Linked DNA regions of Mus musculus: region 2 is linked to region 1. A link is a contact called in public Hi-C data. All regions are on one chromosome and are shown on one strand. The core of a region is the stretch at or near the end of the contact, and the rest is flanking DNA. Distances in the headings are between cores, read along the strand shown. Region 1 overlaps Cpeb3 (cytoplasmic polyadenylation element binding protein 3). Region 2 overlaps Cpeb3 (cytoplasmic polyadenylation element binding protein 3).

The links. Hi-C and Micro-C count contacts between places; a contact is called where the count stands out from the background.
Region 2: a Hi-C map of bone marrow-derived macrophages shows a contact between it and region 1, with 3 times the contacts expected there. A contact is called at or near these places in 12 of 484 Hi-C or Micro-C datasets (the 3T3-L1 cell line, the AML12 cell line, bone marrow-derived macrophages and 8 more) and 2 of 130 datasets of targeted methods (bone marrow-derived macrophages and embryonic stem cells).

Annotation. Positions count from the first base shown.
Region 1 is chr19:37,046,931-37,053,902 of GRCm38.p6, forward strand. The region is part of intron 9 of Cpeb3 (cytoplasmic polyadenylation element binding protein 3); the gene reads right to left. Among named protein-coding and RNA genes, the nearest start is that of A330032B11Rik, 120 kb to the right of the region's middle.
Region 2 is chr19:37,152,565-37,158,893 of GRCm38.p6, forward strand. All of the region lies in intron 2 of Cpeb3 (cytoplasmic polyadenylation element binding protein 3), which reads right to left. Among named protein-coding and RNA genes, the nearest start is that of A330032B11Rik, 18 kb to the right of the region's middle.

The DNA of each region.
Region 1 (6,972 bases), core at 2,736-5,235:
CTCTGGAGCTCTCCACTTTGGCTTTGATAGAATGGTTTCTTACTGGGCCCTAAAGCTTGCCTGGTAGGCTGGTTGGCTGGCCATTGAGCCTCAAAGACCCTCCTAGCACTGCCTCTTCACTGCTGAGATTGAAAGCATCCATTACTGTGCCTGGGGTTCACTTGCTTGCGTGGGTTCTGGGGATCAAACTCTTGCTTTTGGATTGAGCTTTCTCCTGAATTCTACAGTATTTTCTTGGTCATCAAAATGTCTCTAGGTATTTGAGCAATAATGTTTTACTGAAGTGAAAGGCAATTTGTTAAAAGGCAAATAAAAGTAAAACAAATAAACAAACCCGAAATAGCTAAAGGAATAAGGTTGTTTTTGTTTTTTGGGGTTTTTTTTGGGGGGGGGGTTCCCTCAAGGAAACTGACAAATTTTTATCTAATTCATGGTTGGTTTTTTTGTTTTGTTTTGTTTTGGTTTTTTGTTATTTGTTTTTTGGTTTGTTTGTTTGTTTTTTTGGTGGGAGTGAGAGGTGAGGGGCTAAAAACCTTTTTTGTTGTTGTTGTTGTTCTCATGTAGCCCAGACTGGCTTCAAACTTTCTGTGTAATCTTAAATTCCTTATCCTCCTGCCTCTATCTCTTAAGTACTATGATCACAAGTATGTGCCACCACACCTAGCTTTAGTGGTCCCGAGGCCTGACCTCAGGGCTCTACCAACTGAGTCACACCCTCAGCTCTCCATGTCTATATTTTAACTGCAGTAAGTCTATGTTATGATCACCTTTGAAGAAAAGTAAACAATAAAAAGCAAACAACTGTTTACAATGGGCCGTCTACTCAACTCACAAGTCTTCCTGAACTCATACTGTGCTTAAAACCTAAAGTGATACCCCTTAACTACTAACCAGGGTTTCCAATATTCAACAGCAGTCACCTTTTCAGTAAGTAATCCCTTTTCAATAATTTTAATACTAAAAGAAAGCAGAAAGAGAAACTTAAATCCATCCTGTACTGGATGGGTGACTAACAGAAGCAGAATAATACACTTCTCTTAAGTTCTACAAATCTCCATTCTGTGAGTTCCCCATTTTTAGTATTTATTTTTATTTGTATGTGTTGCAGAGACTAGACGAAGGTGTTGAAACTCTTGGATCTGGAAGTGCTAGGCACCTGTGAGCCACCCAGTGTGGGTGCTGGGACTTGAACTCTGTCCTCATGATTGAACAGCAAATGTTCTTAAGTGCTCGCTGAACTATCCCTCCAGCCCCAAGTTTTCCTTTTCTTTTTTTAAATAGAGGATGTAAGTTTACCAGAAATGTTGCGACATACAATTACTTTAGAGGCTAGGCTTAGAAGTTTCTCTACATCGAGTATCGTTCATGAACACAGGAGAGTCCTGCAAATGCCCCTTCCTTCTGACGAGAGGAAAGCAAGGGTGAAAAGACAGGCTACCGTTCTGACTTTCTGGAAGGGAGAAAGGAAAGCAAGACAATCAGTAATTGTTTAGACAGACAACTAAACCTTCATGGATTCCTTCATCTGGGTCTGCACAAACGAACCATAACCTTGCCGTGAAAACTGAGTCTTCAACCAAGGGTATGTCCTATTGAGTAAGCCTATGAGAGTGAATCCTCAGCCTGAACCTCCTTCAGTAGAGTGGATAGGATAATTCCCTGGAGGACAGTAAGAAACATTAACCTAAGGAAGATGTGGGCTCAAGAACCGAGCATACAGAGTGTGGCGTCTACATGGCGGTTATGTAGGCAACAGGGAAGAGTCTACAAGGAAGTGCCTCAAACCACTTCTGACCACTCCCAGTGTTCTCAGAGTCTGCCTGGTCACCAGAAAAGTGAGAAGCCGGCAGGATTCATAGATGTGTGTGAGGGCATACTGCATTTTAGACCATATGCTCATATCACTTCATGGTCAGCTTCCATAGTAGCAGCAAGAGTACCGTGAGCCCTGTTCCCGTGATGGCTCCCACTGAGCTTCATTGTGTCACACACCAGAGAGGGAAGCAAGAGTAATGTAGCTGTGGGAAGCATACAGTTCTCATGAACTCCATTTTGTGGTGACTATACTTCTGAAGTTGAATCTGAACCCATCATGGTTCCCTGGATCGGCTCCTGATTCTTTAGAGATAAGAAAAAACCTTTAGTTCACCAGAAAGGAAGTCTTGCTGATTCTCCCCACTCCCATCTGCCTTGGGGTTCTGTTCCTCGTGTTTAGTTGCTGTTCAAAGCCAGCCTGAAGGGCAGTGTCTAAGACTGGAACACCGAGAACCAAGTAGGGCGGCAGAGGAATGAGGATCCCCGTGACCCGGAAGTCCACTTTTTCTCTTTGGAGATAACACATAAAACGGGCAGGAACAAGGCATGAAGCCCCTCAGGACGACAAGGCAATCCTGGCTTCTGGAAGGAAGGAGCATGAACATTCTGGGCTTCCCATAATCTTTATGCTAGTTCACGAGGGGTCAAGAGGAGGCATGTTCAGACCTTTACTCTGTCAGATGAACCCCAAAACATTTTTAGATGGATGGCATTGAAGCACTCAGTCAGAAAGGGAACTTTAATTTCACTAAATCAAACTGGTGCCAAATTGCTCCTTTAACTAGCCGCCCTCCCAGATCTTCCCTGGATAAAACAGTTTTCATCAGCACAGAAAGCCTGGAGCTGAAGCACAGAAACAAGAAAGACTTGACACGCTACTTGAATAATGGCTCCTACTTTCTAAAATGCCAAGTCTACTGCTTATAGCCTCTCAAGGTCATCATAAATGTGAATGGTGAATGAGCCGGCTCCAAGCACACAGCTGAGAACACAGTGACACCTGACTGCTTCGTTTTGTTTCCTCCCTGCTTGTAAATCTTTGCTTTGAATTAAGCTGGCTTCCTCTCTGCTCTATAAACATCAGTTCATCCTAGCCTAACTTTGGCTTTCTGCTGGCTCAGTCTGTAGTGGATATGACAATGTCTGACAGGATCTGTAGACAAAAGGTTTGTTTGGGAAGAAGAGGTGGAACACATACCAGCATTACAAAGTCCTTGGCTTTACAAGCACTTCAAACCTGGAGTTTATTTGGTCACTTCAGACTGAACTTGGGACTGGATGAGAAACGTCTACTGCTGAGAAACTTGATATTCAGCACTTTTGGTCATCTACCACCTCACAGAACAGAAAGGGATATGGTGACAAGTCAGAATGCGATGCCATCCCCAGCTCAGGTGAACTGCCAGAACATTTGTGCAGAATGTCTGCACCACATGAACGTGAGACACATTGAGATGTAGACTCTCTCCAGCATTTATCTGGACATAGAAGCCATCATACGGCATTGGGGGTAGGGAGAAGAAAACTTCAAGATCTGCCATGGACTATTAGCAGGGTGAAAAAGAAAGGAAAGGGGAGAATGGTCAGAGCAATAGTCAACGAAGAACAAAGAAGCCATAATAGAGACGCCGTAATAGAGACACCATAAAAGGCTCTTGGAGCTCAAGGCAGCAGCCTCTCCAGACGCCGCCGCTCTGCAAGGCCAAGTCTGATCAATGCTGGAAGAAGTCATCAAGTGAAGAGCATGGTTTGAAAGAAGAGATTCCAAAGCTTAGTTACTTTAGTGGTCCCCAAATCAGACACCTAAATCAAGAAGACGGAATGAAAGAAGCGCACATGCGAATGAAGTCGAGAGCATTGGGGAGCGAGATGGTTCAGTCTCCTCCACTTGGTCCCTTCACAACCCTCAGCCTGACACTGACTTACTGTCTGAGTGAAGAGGTGTGCAGGCGTGTGTGTACTGGAGATGAGATGTCCTAATGCCGTAGGGCTTTTCCTGAATGGGCATTCAGGAAAAGATGTTACTCCTATCACATGGCCAAAGGTCAGCATATGGTTGTCTCTGTAGCCAGCAGAAAAGCAAACTGCTTAGTTCTTTTGTAGACTCTAAAGAATATGCAAACTTTAGCCACATGGGGGCAGGATGGATCTACCTACAGCTTTCTTCCCCCTCAAGGTGAAAGGCATCCAGATCTAAGAAACACCAGATTTGGAGCAGTCACTCTTAGCTTGCTGCTGTTACTCATAGGAGTAATAGAAAGGGGGCAAGAGATGAGAGTGATGTGCACTGACCTCTACCTACAACTGATGGATGAGAAATCTCATCCAGATATGCTCTTCATTGGGTTTCTCCATGCTCAGGTTAGTTTCGATAGGCCTGTGACTTCCCTTACCAACCTGACCTGGGTATGACGGTTCACACCTGGCAGGAGGATTATGAGTTTGGTGACACACAGTCACCAGAGTAAGAACTGTCTCAAAATAAATAAATAAATTAAAAAATAAATAAAATTTTAAAAAGATAAAAAGATTTTGTCAAAGAGTAGGAATATTTAATTAGATGGATACCCTCAGCCCATTCAGGACAGTACTTGCTTCTTAGAGGACTTTCTATTAGGATGGATACAGGCTAACTTTAGGAAACCGATCAGTGATCACAGTCCCTATCTCACAATGTCAAAAGTAAAGCAAACAAGAACCTCAAAGGAGCTAAAGGAATAGTGTAGGTGGGGCATTCCAATCACTCTGACGTGTTAAAGGACAGGTTTCGGCCAAGGATAAAGTGAAATTTATCCCAACAGCCAAAGCCTGACCTACTGAGTGAGGCCCAGGGAAGGACTTTAGAATACTTTGTAAAGAAAGCACTCATCGCCTGGAGAGTGGCTTGGGGTTAGGAGCACTGACTGCTTGTGCAGAGGACCCGGGTCTGCTTTCCCAGCATCCATGTCACATGACTGAAGCACCTGTGCCTCCAGCTCGGCCCTCGGCCCCCACAGGCACCCGTGAGCATGTGCTGCTCAAAAACTCTGGCAGGCACAATAAACAAATAAACAAACAACAAACCTTTTAAAAAGTCCAATATTTCAAGACCAAATTTCAAAATCTTAAAGAATATATATGACTCAGTCTTCGACTGTCAATATGTCTCTTGTGTTCTGCTCTGAAAACTTTGGTTTCCTATATAAAATTTCCTGTTTAACACAACAGTGAGATACTCACTCAGTTCAGGATGGCACACCCTGGCTTATCTATTAAACAGTGGGCTTCCTATCCACCTAGCTACCAGCTGCCCTCTAGAAGTACTGTCAAGTGTGCTGAGGGACACTTCCAGAAGACCGAGTGACTAGATCTCTGTTATATAGCCACCAAAACAAACCAATTAAGACAAAAATAGCTAACTTAAAAAAGAAAAGAAATCCAAGAAAAAAGAAAAGAAATTCAATCCTAATTATAGGTATATTCTCTAGGCAAAGAACACAAATCTTATTTCTGATTAGATACCTGGATATAATTCTTTTTAAAATACTTCCCCCGCCCTGCACTCCGAGAAGGCTTGTTTGAGCTTACTATGCAGCTAAGGATAATACTGAGCTCTTGCTCCTCCTGCCTTCTTCCAAACACAGGGATTGCAGAGATGTCATTCTTGCCTGATCCTAGAGCTTGCAGCATCCTGCTGATATTTAACACTGGGTACAATGTAGCTTATAAGCTGCGCTTCTAGTGACTTAAAGACAAGGCCTGACTAGTTAAAAGCTAGTGGTACTTTTTATGATTGTGGGGCATTGTTTTTAGACAGCTTCACTGAGACAAGTTGGCCTGGAACTCTGGAGGCCCACCGTCTTCTGATTAGGGTTCCAGGTGTGTGTCTCCATGTCCAGTTTCAGGACTTTTAAAGATTCTCATGTAGAAAGAGTGCAGGGGTCAAACCTTAAAACAACTTCCACTGCATTGTAGTCACTGCAGTGTACAGCAGTGACTGTCCAACTGTAAAATCCATGTGCAGTGAAAGATATCAGTGAGGGTTCCTGTCCTTCTCCAGCCTCGCACAGCGACAGTCACAAGGGATGCGAGTGCTTCTTGGCACCCACCTGTTCACGTCACCTCTTTGTGCAAACACCCATCTAACTCAGATCAAAAGGCTGCGTCATGTTTCAGCCTCCTTGTTCCCAGTGAGGTGGCCCTTCCTAGATTTTACCAAGTGGTGTTGGCTAAGGAAGAGGGCTCTCACTGCTTTGCTTTCTTTCTTTTGGAATAGTTTTTCATTAGAAGAAAAAGCAGACCCCAAAATCTCTGACTTTTAGAAATAATGTAAAATTACCATAATCAAAATATTTTAAAAGTTCCTCAGAATAGAATTATGATTGTATCCCATTCGGTTTAGCCCAAAACTCAAACTCTCCCTGCTTCAATCTCTCAGTGCTAGAGTTACAAGTGTGAGCATCAAATTTAGGAAGATACCTTTATAGAGTTGTAAAGTTTTGTTTGTTTTTAATGTGTAGACTGGAGTTAGAATTCAAATAATGTTGAGAATTCTTCAGCGTTTTCTGTGTAGCTCAGGCTGGCTTTGTATTCACTCAGTAAGTGGTAGCTCAGGCAAGAGTCAGGTTTAAAAAGCATCTTGTGTCAGACTCCAGAGTGCGTGGCTGACAGGCATGTGTCACTGCTCATGACTTGTCTCCAGGTTTAAACAGTGAAGCATCGGTTCAATACCCCCTCAAGTCTCTAGTTCATTAGGACTCAGCTTGCCCTCAGCAGCACAACTGTTTTATCCTTGGAAACAAAACAGCAGCAGCAGCAGAGGTTGGGCCAGGTGGTACAGGCCTGCAATCTCAGCCACTTGAAAGTTTGGGGAAGGAGGATTCCAAGGCCTGCCTGGTCTACACAGTGAGTCCAGGCCAGCCTGGCAACTCTGTGAGGCTGTCAGAATAAATGCGGAAGGTGGGCTGAGGATATGAACACTTGTCTAGTTGTGTCAAGTCATGGGTTCAATCCCCAGTACTACACCAAACACCCACCACAAAACAAGAGCTTCTCCAAAATCATGATTAAAAAATTATCATTCATTTCTGGAACTCATAAGAACTAGTCAGATCCCACCTGGCTGGGAAGGCTTAGAGGCAGAAGTTGATTCCCAGGCACAGTCCCCAGCCACAGCTT
Region 2 (6,329 bases), core at 3,372-5,871, 110 kb after region 1:
AAGACCTGGTCAAGTCATGTCCGAATGTGGATGCTGACCACTTGCAATACTTTTCGGATAAAGCAAACAGATGTGTTGCAGGTATAAAATGCACGCTGGAGTTCAAAGACTTAGTATAAAGTATGTAAAATATCTTGTTGGTTTATATGATCAACATATGTTAAAATAAGTTTATTGTTCATAATAATTTTTAAAAGTAAAGTAAAATATATTATTAAAAACAACACATGGGCTACAGAATAATATCTGGCCTCAAAACAAAGTTATGTTCACCTTTTTCATCTGCTTTTTTTTTTTTTTTTTTTTTTTGAGTCAGGGTTTCATGCTGTAACTCTGGTACCTAGAACTTGTCATATGGCCCATAGCTGACCTTGAGTTTATGGAAATCCTCCTGCCTCAGGTATGTATTGCTACACCCAAATTCTTTTTTGCTTTCTTTCTTTTTTTTTTTTTAAAGATTTATTTATTATTATATGTAAGTACACTGTAGCTGTCTTCAGACACACCAGAAGAGGGAGTCAGATCTTGTTACAGATGGTTGTGAGCCACCATGTGGTTGCTGGGATTTGAACTCTGGACCTTCGGAAGAGCAGTCGGGTGCTCTTACCCACTGAGCCATCTCACCAGCCCCTTTTTTGCTTTCTTACTGGTGCCCAGGCTAGACTCCAACCTATTGATTGGTTGCTCCAATTCAGGTGCTCTAACCCATGTTTGAAGACACACATCCAGATCTCAGCACTCAAGAGGTTGAGGCTGGAGGATTGTCTAGAGTGTAAGACTATATTACACAGCAGGACGCTTGTCTCAAAATAAAGAACATCCTTGGCTATCTAGGCTCAGTCAATCCTCCTGCCTCCGCCTCCTAGTAACCTGGCTACAGGCACGCCCCGCTGTACCACCTCTTTAATTTTAAACAGTCTACTAGAATTTTTAAAAATGGTCTCTGTGGCTAATGGTCTATTTCTTTGGGCAGTTACTTTAGACAAATACATTTAATAGTAACTGCTTGGATTCTGGTATTCCTAAGTTAAGGCCACTAATTATTCTAGCAACCAGTTCAATTTATAAACTTAACCAACCCTTGTCCCAAATTTGGCTCATCGATACCTCTCCCACTAAAACTGTTCTTTGCCACAAAACTTTTCTTAAATACACTAACATTCCCACCTCCCAGGTAAAGGTCACTCTCCAAGTTTAAGAATCCTTCCTGGTCTTTACAGGAGCTTTGACAGAAGCCAATGAATTGTATTTAAGAAGCATTAAAAGCATTAGGAGGTGAAGCTGGGTGGACATAGTGCACGCCTTTTATCCTAGCACTCAGGAAGCAGAGACAGGCAGATCTCTCAGCTTCCCTGAAAAACTTTGTCTCAAAAAAAATAAAAAACAACAAAAGAAGCATTAAATGTTTAATGAAGAAAAACAATGAAATTCAGCTTATTATGTAATTTATACATAGTTATTATGTCCAATGATTTATAGTATCTGAATAGAAACCCATACCTATAATAATAATCTATTTTATTTCAAATGAGCAAATCATATGGGCACTAAATCAAATGTCCTGGTATGACAGAGTACAAGACCATAAGAGAGATACAAAGAATCAACGTCATTGAAACGTGAATCTCACAAACAGGCTAGAAACATGGTACAAATTTTTAGACTCTACTAAATAATTATTTTTATGATTTGATACCTGATCATGAATAGTTCAAAGCAGAGGTGACTAGAATTTCATATCAAACACAAACATGGATGTCTCCACTCCATTTTCCTACAGCCACAGAACTCAATTTAAAGTTAAGTGGCTGGAGTAAAATCTCCTAGCCTAACGCCGATAAAAATGTGGCAAGTTAGCAAGACCCCAGCATCCCCAGAGCAGAATCACACCTTGCCATGTGACTGTAACCAACAGCCACATATAAAATCCAGAATTACAGAAATAAAGGCCACCTTTACTTTTCATCTTTAAAGCTGTTAAGTTTGAATATGAAATGCTCTCTCCATGCTCCTGCCTTAGAGCTGTGGTCCACAGGCGCTGACCTAAGGCTTGGAGAGTCTAGGAACTTGAAGAGATAAGGCCTTCGTGGAAGAAGATCCTTGGGAGCAGGCCCTTTTCTTGCCTTGACCCCCTCCTATCTTCCTCTTTCTACTTCCTGGACACACCAAGGGAAATACGTGACTTTACTCTCCATGCACTCTTGCCACCATGATTCCTGCCTCCCCACAGGCCCACAGCAATGCAGCAAATCAATCATGGAGGAAATCATGAACTGAAATCCCTCTTTCCTCCTTTTGTTTTCACATATTTGTCACAACAAAAAGACTAACTTGTTAAAAAGCTGATTTTATCACCCAGATCAAACACACACACACAACCTATACCAATGACTCATTTTCAACCACTGAACACATTACTCTCAAGCAATACAAATGCTTTTATCCATCTCACCTGCTACGCTCTGGATATACCCTAAAATGCCCATACTGAAAGTGAATCCTCACTGTGGTAATACTAAGAGGTGGGACAACTTCAGAAATGATCAGTGGACTAGAAACAGGGCAAGGACCTGCCTGGGTAGGACTTTTTGTCTTCTGTCTCTTTTGCCATGAGGACATAACATCACACTCTTGTGAGGACACAACAGCAAGAAACCCACTTGGAAACAGAGTAGCCGTTACCAGACACCAAACTAAGCACATTTATCAAGCATGAGGAGGTAAGTGCATGCCCACGGCACACCACCCAGTCTGTGATACTTCATTACTGCAACCAATGGGCCTATGCCGCTAAAACTTACTGTATCCATTTCATTTCCACATAGGTTTCCGTTTACAGTAATTATTTCTGAGAAGTCATCAGACTAGATCATTGTTAATAAATACAAGACAAATTATGCTGAACATACTGAATTTCTTCCTTTGATGGTTTAGAACAAACATCAAGTGTCTTAGGGGCATTATGAATAATATTATGATGATGCCACAGGAGACTAAAAGCTGGGTTTGGAACTTGCTTGTAACACTCTGTAAAAGAAATTTCTTAATATAAATGCTTGATGTAAGCTCATTTGCCTATAGCTTGCTTGAAGAAAAAAAAGAAAGAAAAGGAATATAAAATGAGCAACTGCTTAGCTTCCTAGCCCTGTAGAATGGCTGACTTTCTGAAGAGTTAATTATTGTAACAAAAGCTGAAGCATCCTCTTACTTCCTTGGTCCTCTTTGCTGAGTCTGCTCCACTGGCTTCTCCGTCCTTTGATCTGTACATATTCAATACAGTCTCTATTATTCATGTCCCTGTAACAGGATGTAGGACTGCAGCCCCTGGTCTGCTTCACCCCACTGCACCCCACAACAGAAGGAATGTCCTCACTGTGGGGGATGTACTCACTGAAGACATCTTCTCCCTCCTCACTCCAGGCCTTCAATTTTTTTCCATGTTTCACATTTAACAGAATCTCACCCTAAATTAGAATATCAAATATCTCATTATATTTTAAAAAGAAAGTCTTACATTATACCTGCATGACTCACCTGTCTTAAAAATAGCTACTCTGAAAAAGTATTTTATGTTCTGCATCGCTCCAGAGCTGATGGGTGAAACTGAGTGCTCTTTCTACACTGGCAAACAGGTAGAACAGAGCAGAAAGCTCTAAAGCAGTAATTCCCTTATCTTCTGGTCACTATCTTTGGAATGTTAAAGAGCAAGGGTCAAAATATGGCGAAACCAGTGCCCACATCAATCCAAACCTTTGAAAGAATTTATCTTTTAAAAAACTTTTTAAAATTCATCTAAATCTCGAAAAACCGAAAAAAAAACAAAAAATAAAAATAAATCATCTAAGGTTTAACTTTTTAATCTAAAGTAGTACCAGAAGACCAACTAATTCCATTTAAAATCAAAGCAAAGTTTAATTTAACAAGCACTGTAAAAAAACTTTTTCATCAACATTGCTGAATAGTTCAAAATATTCAGGTTGTATTTTTCAGTATTAATACTGCACTGTTTTAACTTGATTCAAAACTATTGATAAACTCATGACCTAGATTTAAATAAAACTGATTCTCGAATGGAGTTCGGTGGCACATAACAAATTGTAGCTCCTGGGAGGTAGAAAAAAGCAGGAGGGTCAGGAGTCAATCTTAGTTACACAGCGAGTTTGAGGCCAACCTTGACTATGAAAGACTCTAGGAATAAAAGAATGAATGAATAAATACATTTCTTTCCGTTCCCTGACAAGTTCCATCTTGAACAGGCAGTGTAGTGCCTGATCAAGCATTACCTTGAACTACTGTATCAAAATTCACCTAGTTGGACACAGTAGTGCACACCTGCAACTCCAGTACTTGGGAATCAGAGGTAGAAGTATCAGAAATGCAAAGTCATGCATGGTTACACAGAGAGTCTGAGGCAGCCTGGACTATGTGAGACCCTGTTATTCATAAATGAGCATGTAGATAGAAACAAAACTATGCCATACGTTAGTGCAGCAGAACTAAAGTCCGAAAGTCAAATCTCAAGTTTGTTAAGGTTTTACGTACGATGTTCAGATTAGCCAATAATACTGGGACACTGACCTCCTAGTGAGTTCATTCAACTCAAGTGTGCCAAGTTTCACTTCTCTTATTCTCTATGATCTTCCCATGACTGATTGGTGAGCAATTACAGTTCTTTACAGTGCCAGGCTATAATCTACAAACAAGATGACTAATCAACTAACAAACTCTAAATTATCAGGGTATTAAAAAATCAGGCCAAAAACAGTTCTTGACTTAGAGCTACTTACTTCTTCTCTTAGATGTAGAGTTTAAATCAGTTTTTTTGTTTGGTTGGTTGGTTTTGGTTTTTTTGAGACAGGGTTTTTCTGTGTAGCCCTGGCTGTCCTGGAACTCACTTTGTAAACCAGGCTGGCCTCAAACTCAGAAATCCACCTGCCACTGCCTCCTGAGTGCTGGGATCAAAGGCGTGCGCCATCACCGCTTGGCTTAAATCAGTTCTTGACTTAGAGCTACTTACTTCTCTTAGATGTAGAGTTTTAATCAGTGGCCATGAAGCAGTCTGCACTAGTAAGGTCTCCCTTGTATTAGGAACTACACAAGAGCAGGAGCAAATTAGATGACAAATCACCTTCTCAGGGATTGCAAACTGACAGCCTTCCCTTCTGGAACTCCTCTACTGTAAAATCCAGCTGGTCTATAAAGCACAGCCATTCTCATCTGCCATCTGCCATCTGCCGCTATTAAGCACTTTCACCTCTGAATTATCTCCCCAACTATTTAAACCCTGGAGCCATTTTAGGTACACCCCCCTTTTTTATTCCCTATGCATAAGTGTACCTCCTAGTCATTTCTTGAGGCCATTCCTTCCTTTCAACCAACTGATTTTTCACCTGTGTTTAGTTCCTGACAACCTAGACCCCAGAGTTATCTTTCTGGATAAAAAAGGTAAAAATCACTTCAGTCATCAACTCCAAAGCCTCACCTTTAGAATCCATCCATGAGATGGCTCAGTAGAAAAAGGAGCTTCTCGGATGACCTGGATTCAATCCCCAGAGCCCCACAAAGGTGCAAGGAAGGAACCGACTGACTCCACAGGCTGACCCCTGACTTCCACACATGCGCCATAATGCACATGAACACACACAAATAATAAACAAGTTTTACAAAGTCTTCCTTCAGTCTGAGTCTGCTGTGCAGCTCACAGGTAAAGAATGCATGTGTAAGGCTCTGACAGCCCCAGCACCACCAAGGTTGAAAGCACAGATGCTACAACACCTTGTAAGTCTATTTTCCTGCTTGCCACGTCACTCATTTGTCTCATTCCTGTCCCAGATCTTCTGCTCTACTCAGCACACCATACTCTTTCTTGTTGATGCACCTGCTCCTCCTGCTGCTCAACAAAGAATCATGGTGCCAGCTCCAATCCATTCTCTTGTCGACTATGGAACTCTACCCATTCCATTCTACACCAAGTGCTGAGAAGGCCAAAACCATTTATGACACTGTATTTAGTCATTAAAAACTAAAGTTTGTGAAAAGCAAGACCCAGGACTCCAAAAACTAAAATGCACTTGAAAAATAATCTAAATTTACTAAATATAAAGACATTTTGGCAACTCTAATTGATTCTTGTATGAAATAGTATGTAATGATCAAAATCTTCATAAATTTAATGATATAAAATTGTAAAAAGGATATGAATAATGTTCACAAATTACCTCTACTATGTCAAACTCATTATACATACACATAAAAGAGACAATTGAAACCAGGCATAGTTGTTTTTATCTTTAGTTCCACTACTCAGAAAGCAGAGTATATAGTGAGAC